Regions from separate parts of the Zea mays genome. Here region 1 is linked to region 2. The links are chromatin contacts, called in public Hi-C maps. All regions are on one chromosome and are shown on one strand. The core of a region is the stretch at or near the end of the contact, and the rest is flanking DNA. Distances in the headings are between cores, read along the strand shown. Region 1 holds the start of LOC542504 (replication licensing factor MCM7 homologue). Region 2 has its middle 77 kb from the start of LOC100281677.

The links. A called contact is a pair of places that touch in the nucleus more often than the background predicts.
Region 1: a Hi-C map of tassel shows a contact between it and region 2, with 1.7 times the contacts expected there. The contact joins the promoter of LOC542504 here to the enhancer-like site in region 2. A contact is called at or near these places in 3 of 25 Hi-C or Micro-C datasets (leaf and tassel).

What each region holds. Positions count from the first base shown.
Region 1 is chr1:150,574,507-150,579,849 of Zm-B73-REFERENCE-NAM-5.0, reverse strand. LOC542504 (replication licensing factor MCM7 homologue) reads left to right here and starts at 3,376. Exons shown (of 15, transcript NM_001112054.2): 1 at 3,376-3,487; 2 at 3,611-3,678; 3 at 3,790-3,849; 4 at 3,963-4,192; 5 at 4,630-4,807; 6 at 5,009-5,131; 7 at 5,248-5,337. The coding sequence starts at 3,457.
Region 2 is chr1:150,384,383-150,390,389 of Zm-B73-REFERENCE-NAM-5.0, reverse strand. No RefSeq gene overlaps it. Among protein-coding and RNA genes, the nearest start is that of LOC100281677, 77 kb to the right of the region's middle. Within about 2 kb of position 3,624, at least 18 of the 20 cell types and tissues checked have an H3K27ac peak or open chromatin away from gene starts, as enhancers often do. A contact at or near this core is called in leaf and tassel, where this site is marked.

The sequences.
Region 1 (5,343 bases), core at 2,127-4,626, 190 kb before region 2:
TCAATAACTTCAAGATGATGACGAGCCCACAGCAGAGCCATAGGCAGCAGCACCCCCAGTCGGTGGCATGTTCTAGTCCTGTTTTCAGACGCGGAGAGGTCAGAGCAAGATGAGTGGAGAATGTAGAGTGCAGCCGCCGATCGGTACCTGTCTCGCCGGCGAGCGATGGAGTAGGGCTCGACCGCCGCTGGCCTGCTGCTGGTGCGTCCGTGCATGGAGCAGGCCGCCGCTGTCCCCTTCCGCTACTTTGCTCAGCCACCAGCCGGTAGCCCGTAGCCCGCATACGCAGCAGCAGACCAGCAGCACGCAAAGCGGGGAGCGGGGAGTGGGCGAGCGGCAGAGGACAGAGAGCGGCTGAGCGGGCGGTGGGCGGCAGCACTGCAGCAGGCACAGCACCGACAGCGGCACAGCGGCTTGCGACTGAGCGGCAGCACGCACGCACCACACCACGCAGCACACACAGGCACATCCCGCACATAAGCTAGGGTTACATTTGGCCATTTGGGGCTTTGGGCCAAGCACGCATTTGGGCCAAGCTGAAGCACGCATTTGGGCCAAGTGTAAACGGGAACACATACAGGATTATTCCGGATACAATACAAGAACCGTTAATCCGGTCGGGAAACAACTCTTCCTGATTTCGTTCCTGTTACCGTCCGTATTTCCCGTATTTTTTCCTGTTTCCTGTTTTTCCCGAAAATCCGATATACGATCGGTTAACGCGGTATACGACGCCGGTCGGTACGGGATTTTTCCGTCCCGGTTTCATCCCTATCCCAAATCATCGGCGTTTTTTTGCATTTTAGCCCTTTTTAGTTTTTATTTTCACAAATACGCTCTTTTCAATTTCATTTCAAAAAATAGACCATCAGCTCGGCGCCATCACTGTTGGCGCCGAGCTACAACGTGTCGGCGCCAATTAATTTAGCGTGTACATGTAAGAGTCGACGTCTACGTGGATCTGACGTGGCAGCACCTCAGCGCCGTGGATCTCGGCGCCAACCTTCGTGTCTATAAATATCCTACTCCAGTCGCTAGTTTTTTCTAATAATTTCTCTTCTATCAAAGATTAAAACAATTTAAATATTATCAGTTTAGAGTTTAGGGTCTTGAACATATTATTGAACATATTATGAGTCCCACAAGATTAAAACATCTAAATCCATACATTGGAAAAACAATTTATAGATATGTCTTATATTTTCAGCCCTCTCGTAAAAAAATATGCATTCGTCCTTAAAAAGCCTTCCGGTAGACCCTAGTAGTGATATGGCGTGGACAAAGATATATACTGACTAATTATAGGTTATTAAAATAGCTAATATATATCAATACAGAAATAGTCGTTGTACATACACTATAATATTAGTGTACTAAATATGTCCAAAAAAATGCAACTCGATCGATATCCGGCCCAAGTCAAATTTATCTCAATTTATAAATGATAGTATCAACGGATATAATTAAAGAAGTTATACTATAACAATGTATTGTATGATAAATCTAATACTAGTCATTTGACATCATAAATACTAGTAGTTTTTTTAAAGTAAGTGAAATTAAGAATGACTCAACTTGATATGTAGCTAGAAGAACGTCATTCCTTTTTTTACCAAATGAAAATAGAAGTCCATTACTCGGGTTCTGCGCTTCGATGATAATGAGCGAGTCACCGGCAAAAAAACGAGGGATGCTAGGAGCACCTCAGCAAGTCTTTTTTATTCCAGCAGGGCGTGGGAGGCTTGGCCATCCTCCACCGACGTAGGGTCAGTTAGCGATAAAAACGGGACGGATACAGCTGGATAGAGGGCTATCCCGTATCCTACCCTAATGTATTTCTTTCGGATACGAGACCGGATACGGATAGTTAAGATTCGGGGCGGGTACAAGACGGGACCGGATAATAATCCGGGCAGGTAAGAAACGGATAACAGATACTATGCGGGTAAGTACCGGATAGTTGTCGGGTAGTTCGTACCGATGACATTAATTGCCCAACCATCCAACAAACACATAAATTAAGCAACACATAATCATGTATATGATAGATCAAATGTAGGAAAGAAACCTATAAAATTAACATCATGCAGTTCAAAGTTACTAATCACAAGGACATTGTGGAACCAACAACAAAATATTAAAAAAATTCGACAGCATGTCTCCTATTTTAGACATAATCTACAAGTCCACAAGTATATAACAGATAGTAGATAGTTGACATTAATTAACATAAAGGAAGAAGTGCAAATAAGAAAATACATTAGGGTAGGAGCATGCCCCTGGCTGGCTTGTGCTTGGAAGTGCAAATTAGAAGTGCAAATACATTAGAAGTGCAAATTCGACAACATGCCCCCTCGGCAGGCTTGCAGGTTGCAGACTTGCAGCCTTGCTCGAGCTAGGGGCTAGGGCCGTCCGTGGGCTTGCAGCTTGCCCTTGCACTGCTGCGTGAGGACTGAGGAATGTGGGTGCGCCTGTGGATGGGCCGCCTATCAAGCAGATTAACAGAAGCAGCAGAGAGTAGGCCCAATCCAGGTACCCGAATGGTACTCGTATCCTACTCGAGATTTTCGGGTACTGACCGGGTATTAGTGATTCCGTATCCTATCCGTATCCGAGGTTCAATATTCGGGTAGTACCCGTATCCGTCCCGACAAACATAAATACCCGTATCCGTATCCGAAATTTTGACTCGTTTTCGTACTCGTATCCGATACCCGTTCTGGGTACCCGTCCCGTTTTCATCTCTAGGGTCAGCCTGCGCATGACCGACACGGCCTCTGCGGACGGAGGCGGCCCTGCGCCGTGTCTAGGCGCCGGCGGACGAGCAGTCCAAGCGTTCCAGCGCTCGCTCGGTGCTGCCAGGCGGCAAACGCACATCGTGCAGCATAAGCATCCCGACCATGTAGGCGCTTGGACACGAGCTGGAGTGGGATATTTATAGACACGGAGGTCGGCGCCGAGATCCATGGCGTCGAGGTCGGCGCCGAGATCACGACGCCGAAGTGCTGCCACGTCAGATCCACGTAGGCGTCGACTCTTACATATACACGCTAAATTAATTGGCGCTGATACGTTGTAGCTCGGTATCAATATTGATGGCGCCGAGCTAAAGGTTCATTTTTGAAATGAAACTGAAAATACGTATTTGTGAAAATAAAACCAAAAAGGCTAAAATGAAAAAAAAGGGAATCATCAGGTACCTCTGGCTTCTCAGCCACAGCGCAGAGCGGCTCGATCAAGGCCCAATCGTGCTTCTAGTAAGCCCACAAAATTTCGGCCCGCTCGAGCTCGGACCAACCCTATTCTTCCCGCCACACCGCCCTCTCCCTTCCCGCCCAAAGCCTCCTCTTTATTCCCTTCTTCCCGCCATCCCCCGAACACTTCGCCGCCCCCCTCCCGCCTCCCGCTGTTCTCTGCCTCCCACCCCCACGCCGCCGTCCCATCACCGCCGCTGGGATGAAGAACCCTGACTTCGCCGCAGACAAAGGTACGTGTTGCTGTGGCAACATCATCCGGAACCTCCTCGAACCGTTTCTTCGTTTGCTCGCGCAAGGTTCTAGAACGTTCTCTGACGGTGCGTTGGTTCTTTGTGTTTGATTTGTCTCTGCAGCGCTCGCCAAGGACTTCCTGTCCAATTTCACCGGCCCTCACGGCGAGCCCAAGTACCTGAACATCCTGGTACCCATGATCGGTTTATCTTCCCCGTGTTCTAGGCTTGCCCCTTCCAGATCGGTTTTTTTCTCTCTCTCTCTCTCGCAATTTCACGCTGATTTCTCTTTCTGCTTGCAGCAAGATGTCGCGAACAGGAAGATACGCGCGGTCCAGATCGAGCTGGACGACCTATTCCACGTACAAACTTCTCACCTCCACAGTGTTCAGTTCCTTTTAGTTTTTTCCCTTTTTCCCAACTTCGCGGGTACAAGATGTGGTTTTGGGTGTAAAATGTTGTTCCTGGTGTGCAGTATAAGGATGTCGACGAGGAGTTCTTGCAGCGTGTCACCGAGAACACGCGGCGCTACATCGGCATCTTCGCGGAGGCCATGGACGAGATCATGCCGGAGCCCACAGAGGCGTACACCGTCGACGAGGACCAGGACATCCTGATGACGCAGCGTGTGGATGAGGGGGCCGACGGCGGCGCGGACGGCACGGACCCGCTACAGAAAATGCCACCAGAGATCAAACGGTTCTTGTAAGTGGCTTTGTCCTAAATTTCTCTGGTGAATGGTGTCCTGTTTTCGGTAATTTGGTTAAAACAAAAGAGATTGGAAACGAGAGAGTATGACATTGCATGTTATGAAGATAAATCATATTACTGCTTGTACTGCATAATTAGATTAGATTTTTCTGCCTCTGATTTTTTTTCTGTAAATCGAAGCATTTCATCTGGTTTGATAGACCATGTCTGGAACATTACAACGGAATATAAAATTTCCTGCAAGCTTATAAGGATATTGAACTGTTATACTACCATATAATATTTCATCCGAATTAAACATTTGCACCTCAGATTTTTGCTAAGATTATTTCTCGAGCTACTTAATTCTGTGCCACAGCTCCAATAATTTTCCTGTCTATCCAATTATGTGCTCTGTTGATTTTAACTGATTTTTTGGGTGGGCATTTTAGTGAGGTTTACATCAAGGCATTCTCAAAGGTGACTCCACTCACCATTCGGCAAGTGAAGGCATCCAACATTGGTCAGCTTGTGAAAATATCTGGGATTGTTACTCGCTGCTCGGATGTGAAGCCCTTGATGCAGGTTGCTGTTTATACATGTGAAGAATGTGGCTTCGAGATATACCAGGTACTTGATCTCATTTTTAGGCTTACTTTTTAAGAATTTGGCTCTTCATATTGACATTGTGATAAATGATCATAGAGCAGCGTAGGACATGTGCTGAAATATCCGGTTAAATGTACTTCTTTCTATACTCAGCTGCATACCTAGATTTTTTCACCGGTCTATGTTCTATTTCAAACAAAACTTTTGTTTTAAATTTGGCAGGAAGTGACTGCTAGAGTGTTTATGCCCCTCATTGAATGTCCATCTCAACGATGCAAGCTGAACAAAGCGAAGGGAAATCTAATCCTTCAACTGCGTGCGTCAAAGTTTTTGAAATTTCAGGAGGTATTAACCTTTCTTCACAATCTGGTCAAGCAGGGCTTTCTTTCTTCATTTAAAGGACCAGCCAAAATTTCATCTTATTTTGGATTCCACTTTTATATAACTACACTTTCCTGCAGGTAAAGCTTCAAGAGTTAGCAGAGCACGTACCAAAGGGCCACATTCCTCGTGCTCTGACTGTTCATCTAAGAGGAGAGCTGACTAGAAAGGTAAAG
Region 2 (6,007 bases), core at 2,375-4,874:
AAGACAGTTCCCCTTGACCAGGCAACGCCCAAGCAAACGGTCATCATAAGCGAAGACCTTACTTCGCAAGACAAGGAGAAACTCATCTCCTGTCTCTCCAGAAATAAGGACATCTTCGCCTGGTCTGCCCTTGACCTGGTCGGAGTCAGTCGCACCATCATCGAGCACAGTCTAGGCATCGACCCTTTGGTGCGCTCAAAGAAGCAGCGGCTACGCAAAATGTCCAATGAAAAAACAGAAGCCGCCAAAGCCGAAGTACACCGCCTGCTGGAGGCCAATTTCATCGAACCAGTCGCCTACCCTACGTGGCTCGCTAACGTAGTCATGGTGCAAAAGAAAAGCGGCAAGTGGCGGATGTGCATCGATTTCACAAGCCTCAATAAATCCTGCCCCAAGGATAATTTCCCGCTGCCTCAGATCGACAAGATCGTCGATAGTGCGGCCGGATGCGAAGTCATGTCACTCCTCGACTGCTTCTCCGGCTATCACCAAATATATATGAAAGAGGAAGACAAGGCCAGTACCAGTTTCATTACACCCTTCGACACGTACTGCTTCATCAGGATGCCGGAGGGACTCAAGAATGCTGGATCTACCTTCTCTCGCCTCACCAAGACGGTGCTCGAGAGACAAGTAGGGCGGAACATCTTCACGTATGTGGACGACATAGTCGTCGCCAGCAAGAATAAGGCGGATCACCTAGCCGTCCTCGCAGAGACATTCGCAAACATGCGGGATGCTCGACTTCGACTCAACCCCGAGAAGTGCGTCTTTGGGGTCCGCCAGGGGAAAATATTGGGCTACCTGGTGTCACACCGCGGGATCGAGGCCAACCCAACCAAGATTCAGGCAATAGTCAACATGACACCCCCACAATCAACCAGGGATGTCCAGCGTCTGACAGGCAGATTAGCCGCTCTGAACAGATTCATCTCCAAGTCCGCCGAGTGAAGTCTACCTTTCCTCAAGACACTGCATGGTGCGAAGGACTTTGTGTGGGGACCAGAACAGGCGGCAGCCTTCGCATCACTCAAGCAGCACCTGTCAGACTTGGCCATTCTCACCAGTCCAAACCCTTCGCTGCCGCTGCTGCTATACATTGCCGCCTCGCCACATGCAGTCAGCGCAGCCCTAGTCCAAGAGCAGAACAGGGAGGGCACGACCCGGCAATATCCAGTCTACTATGTCTCTGAGGTCCTCATGGCCTCCAAGTGTAACATGACCGAGTTAGAGAAAATCTCCTACATAATCGCCATGGCATCATGCAAGTTGCGCCATTACTTCGAGGCATTCATGGTGCGGGTCACCTCGGACAGGGGACTGGGAGAGCTGTTTCGCAACCCGGAGGCGTCTGTCCGGATCACCAAATGGGCAGCCGAGCTCTCCGGCTACCATATCACCTTCGATCCCAAAACAACAATCAAGTCGCAGGTCCTGGCAGACTTCATCGTTGACTAGACAGGGCCAATAACGCAGCAGGACGAGCCAGCAAAGAAAGTGTGGACCATTCACTGCGACGGCGCATGGTGCCATGCGGGGGCAGGCACAGCTGCAGTCATCACATCACCCACGGGGGTTAAACACAGATATGCAGCACGCCTCAGCTTTGCTTTGGAGTCCGACAGATGCACCAACAACGTAGCAGAGTACGAAGTTGTCATCCTCGGTCTTCGCAAGCTACGAGCGCTTGGTGTCACTACCTGCATAATCAAAACAGATTCCAAAGTGGTCGCTGGCCAGGTCGAAAAAGAATATTCAGCAAAAGACCCCGCACTCATGCAGTATCTCACGGCTGTTTGCAGTCTTGAGATACAATTTAAGGGCTTTACCTTGCAACATGTGGACCAAGCCAAGAACGAGGAGGCCGACGCATTGGCCAAAGCAGCTGCCAGAGGCGAGGCCTTGCCCTCCGACGTGTTCTCCCAGGTCATCGGCACACCAGCCGTCCACAGTGTAGAGGGCCTACTGAAAGTCGCCTAGAGGGGGGTGAATATGGCGAATCTGAAATTTACAAACTTTAAGCACAACTACAAGACAGGGTTAGCGTTAGAAATATAAACGAGTCCGAAAGAGAGGGCGGAAACAAATCACAAGAAAATAAGGCGGATGACACGGTGATTTGTTTTACCGAGGTTCGGTTCTTGCAAACCTACTCCCCGTTGAGGTGGTCACAAAGACCAGGTCTCTTTCAACCCTTTCCCTCTCTCAAACGGTCACCTAGACCGAGTGAGCCTTTCTCTTCAATCAAATGGGACACTAAGTCCGCTACAAGGACCACCACAACTTGGTGTCTCTTGTTTTGATTACAAGTGAGTTGAACACAAGAAAGAATGAAGAAGAAAAGCAATCCAAGCGCAAGAGCTTAAAAGAACACAATTGTCTCTCTCACTAGTCACTATTTGATTGGAATGATCTTTGGACTTGGGAGAGGATTTGATCTCTTGTTTATGTCTTGTATTGAATGCTATAGCTCTTGTATGAGGTGTGAAGGCTGAAAACTTGGATGCAATGAATGGTGGGTGGTTGGGGGTATTTATAGACCCAACTACCAAAGGAGCCGTTGGTGGAGGCTGCTGTCGCATGGCGCACCGGACAGTCCAGTGCGCCACCGGACACTGTCCGGTGCGCCAGCCATGTCACTCGGCCGTTGGGTTCTGACCGTTGGAGCTTCTGACAGCTGGGCCACCGGACAGTCCGGTGGTGCACCGGAAAGTCACTTTTCACTATCTGGTGCGCCTTCTGGCTCTGCTCTGACTTCTACGCGCACTGTAGCGCATTAACTGCTCTCTGCATACAACCGTTGGCGTGAAGCAGCCGTTGCTCCGCTGGCACACCGGACAGTCTAGGGGTCGCCACTAACCCCTGACTCAACCGGGTGGCGCCACTGAGACCCCCCTATGGCGGAGCAGGTCACCGATGCACTCCGCCTGACGCCCCCAGACTTGGATTCCAAGTTTAATTGCCAGCGCACAACGCCCTGACCCTCCTGAACTCGAAAATCTACTATAGCCAATTGTCATGTCCAGCTCCCCGACCATAGCGAACCGCGGCAGACCGAAATCGGAGTGGCACCGATGAGCAATTCCTGTCCCATCGAGGAGTAACTTCCTCCCCCGCGTGACGCTACACCACAAGGATTAACTAGTGACATCAACGGAAGCGGTCGTACCCATGAATTTGTGGTGATGGAGTCGGTCCATAGCGCGGGGCTGAAACGCGGCGATGACGAACACCGGTGAGCGATTCCGATTGGGCCCTGTCCGCAGTCATGACTCCGATCCGTGCGTAGAGTACGAGAGGTCCCCTAGCTCCCCCAGCCCGGTCTTCGAGCACGAGCGTGACCCCCCAACCCTCACTCACCCTTTCTCTATCTTTTGGCGCACGTGGACGAGTCTGGCGAACAAGAGGAGGAGGAGGCGTCCGGCTCGGGATATATACTTGGGGCACAGGGATCGGTGGGTCCAAGTTGACGCTCGATGGATGCAAGGATAGGTGAGTGCTCCACCATGCGATCCCGGCGCGGCCGGCAGCAGACCCGATGTTTGTTACACGAGGAGCGTGCTGACAAGGTGGGCCCACCCGTCATCGCCTAACTAGGGTAGCGGAGAGCTGCGCCGGTGTGACCAGCTGATGGCGGCCCCACCTGCCATAGAGGGAGAGCGTAGTCGCATGCAAAGCCTTGCGCGCGCGGAGAATGGGCCAAGTGGGCCGGTTCCACGGTTTTGGCCCAAGCTGAGTTTTAGATGTTTTTTTCTTTTTCTTTTCCTTTTCCTGATTTCTTTTCTCTTTATTTTTAAATCCCAAATTTGAATTCAAATAGTGCTGTGAACTTGTACTCAAATTAAATGTACAAAATAAACATACTAGTATAGTAGGATTTTATTTATCTATATATTTTGTTTTATCTTGTATAATGTTTTTCCTTCTTTTCTCCTTCTATGTCATCTTCAATTTCCCAAGTTGTAAATTAGGTAAGAAATCCCAAATTGGATACTAATATACTGTTATTGTATTATTATTTTTATTATTTATAAGTGCACAATCAAATAAAGTCCAACATGATGCATAGATTAATTTAGGTGTCATTAGCCAATTAATCATTCTAAATATGGTTGTTCCCATGTTATAATAAATAGAGGCAAAACACATATGGAGGTATTACAAATTTGAACAAGTCAAATCAAAGTTAAGACACAAATGTTATGGATCAAACAAGTTTTAGAGCTATTTTGATTTAAAATGTCAACCTAGGGGCTGTTTTGTGAAGAACAAGGGCCTATATATAATTATAAAATCTTAAACCGAGGGCTTTCCTGAAACTTGGCTATGGTGGGACAGTGGATAGTATATTTAAAAAGTCCAGGGGTTGTTGTGTGAAAATAAGGACCTAACTATGATATAACATGTATGTACCGCAGGTTGATTACCAAAAACGGCAGCGGCTCTTTAGCAAAAGAGCATGGCTGAAGGGGTATTGGTCGATGGATCTTAAGTGGATGGTTCATATTAGACCTACCTTTAAATAAACCGATACACGATTAAGGCCATGGGATCCATGGTCTGCAGTCAAGATTAAAAGGTCCATTACTGAACCGGTACGCAATGACAGACGCCAGATCCGATTTGGATGGCCCAGATTTTATTATGGTCTAACACCATCCTAACCGCCCGATCCCAGATCTATGGTCCCGATCTGATCTCGCGAAAAGGTACGCTATGACCTAACCTCGACCGTCCATCGAGATCTTAATGGCCATAGCCCTATCACCCTGCCCTGGCTGGACATTGGTAGTGGAGCAGGGGCACCACGACGGTGCTTCACCGAGGAGCATGCCAACAAGTGCCCCAATGCCCCAAATATGAAATTTACTGAAGCTAAACCCCTAAGAGGACATGGCGAAGAGGTGGAGGCTGAAATCACCTTGGTTCACGGCGGTTAAGACCCGATCCACGGCACAAGGCGGTGCAGCAGCCAGCTGGGAGCTCCGGTGAGGAATCGGTCGCGCCTCCCGACGCCCCGGTGGCATGCAGCCCGCACAGACGAAACCCTGAGCGACTCAAGACTCTCACATGATTAATTGATGGAATTAAATTTAATATGTCGTTTGCATTGCATTGTGGGATTTATTATTAATTGTGATATCTTATTTAATTGGGTTGGTATCTACTTACACTAAGTAATTTTTAATAAAATTTTGACTAGCTTATTAAAAGCAATGCTCAGCCTTAACCATTTTCCTTGGTAAGCCTTATACTACACTTTTTTCCATACTTGTTGAGCGATGAACGTATGTGAGCTCACTCTTACTAAACTCACACCAGGTCAAGAACAGGTACTGCAAACGAGGAACATGAAGGATGTTTCAAAGAGTTCGGAGAGGTCTAAGCCATCGTCTCCCAGTCAACTATAATGGTGGAGGATTGTTGTCGTCATATGATGTAATCTATTTAGTTATTTTATATAGAACCCCTATTATATAATGAATATGTGATATTGATTTTTATACCATGAGTCATCATATGTGTGAGACTTGATCCTAGCACACGTTTGAGACGTGGCCGGGGTTGCCCTTAAATCCAGGTGTGACAGAAAAGTTCTCACTATAGGTGAAAACTTTATTTCCATTACGCTCCCTTTCGGGAGAAGCCATCTATAAACCCCCCTGCTTGAACTATAAAAGGAGGGGTCAATCTCGTTAGAAGAGGATAAAAAGGGGACAACCTCTTAGAAAACAACCACAAGCACAACACAATGCATAGAGATTTAGGATCTCTCCCTCTCTCTCGCTCGCTTGTAACCCCTACTACAAGCAATTAGGTGTTGATAGAGCAACCTAAGACTAGAGTAGGGACACTCCCCTCGAACTAGTATAATTCTTATGCCCATTGAGCACCATCTGGGCCTAAGACGTGCATACACAAATTTACTCGCTAGTGCTAGTTCGACACATCGACACTTGTGACCTTGGGTCACAGCCACATGGGGATCTTACCACTTGTCATCCGC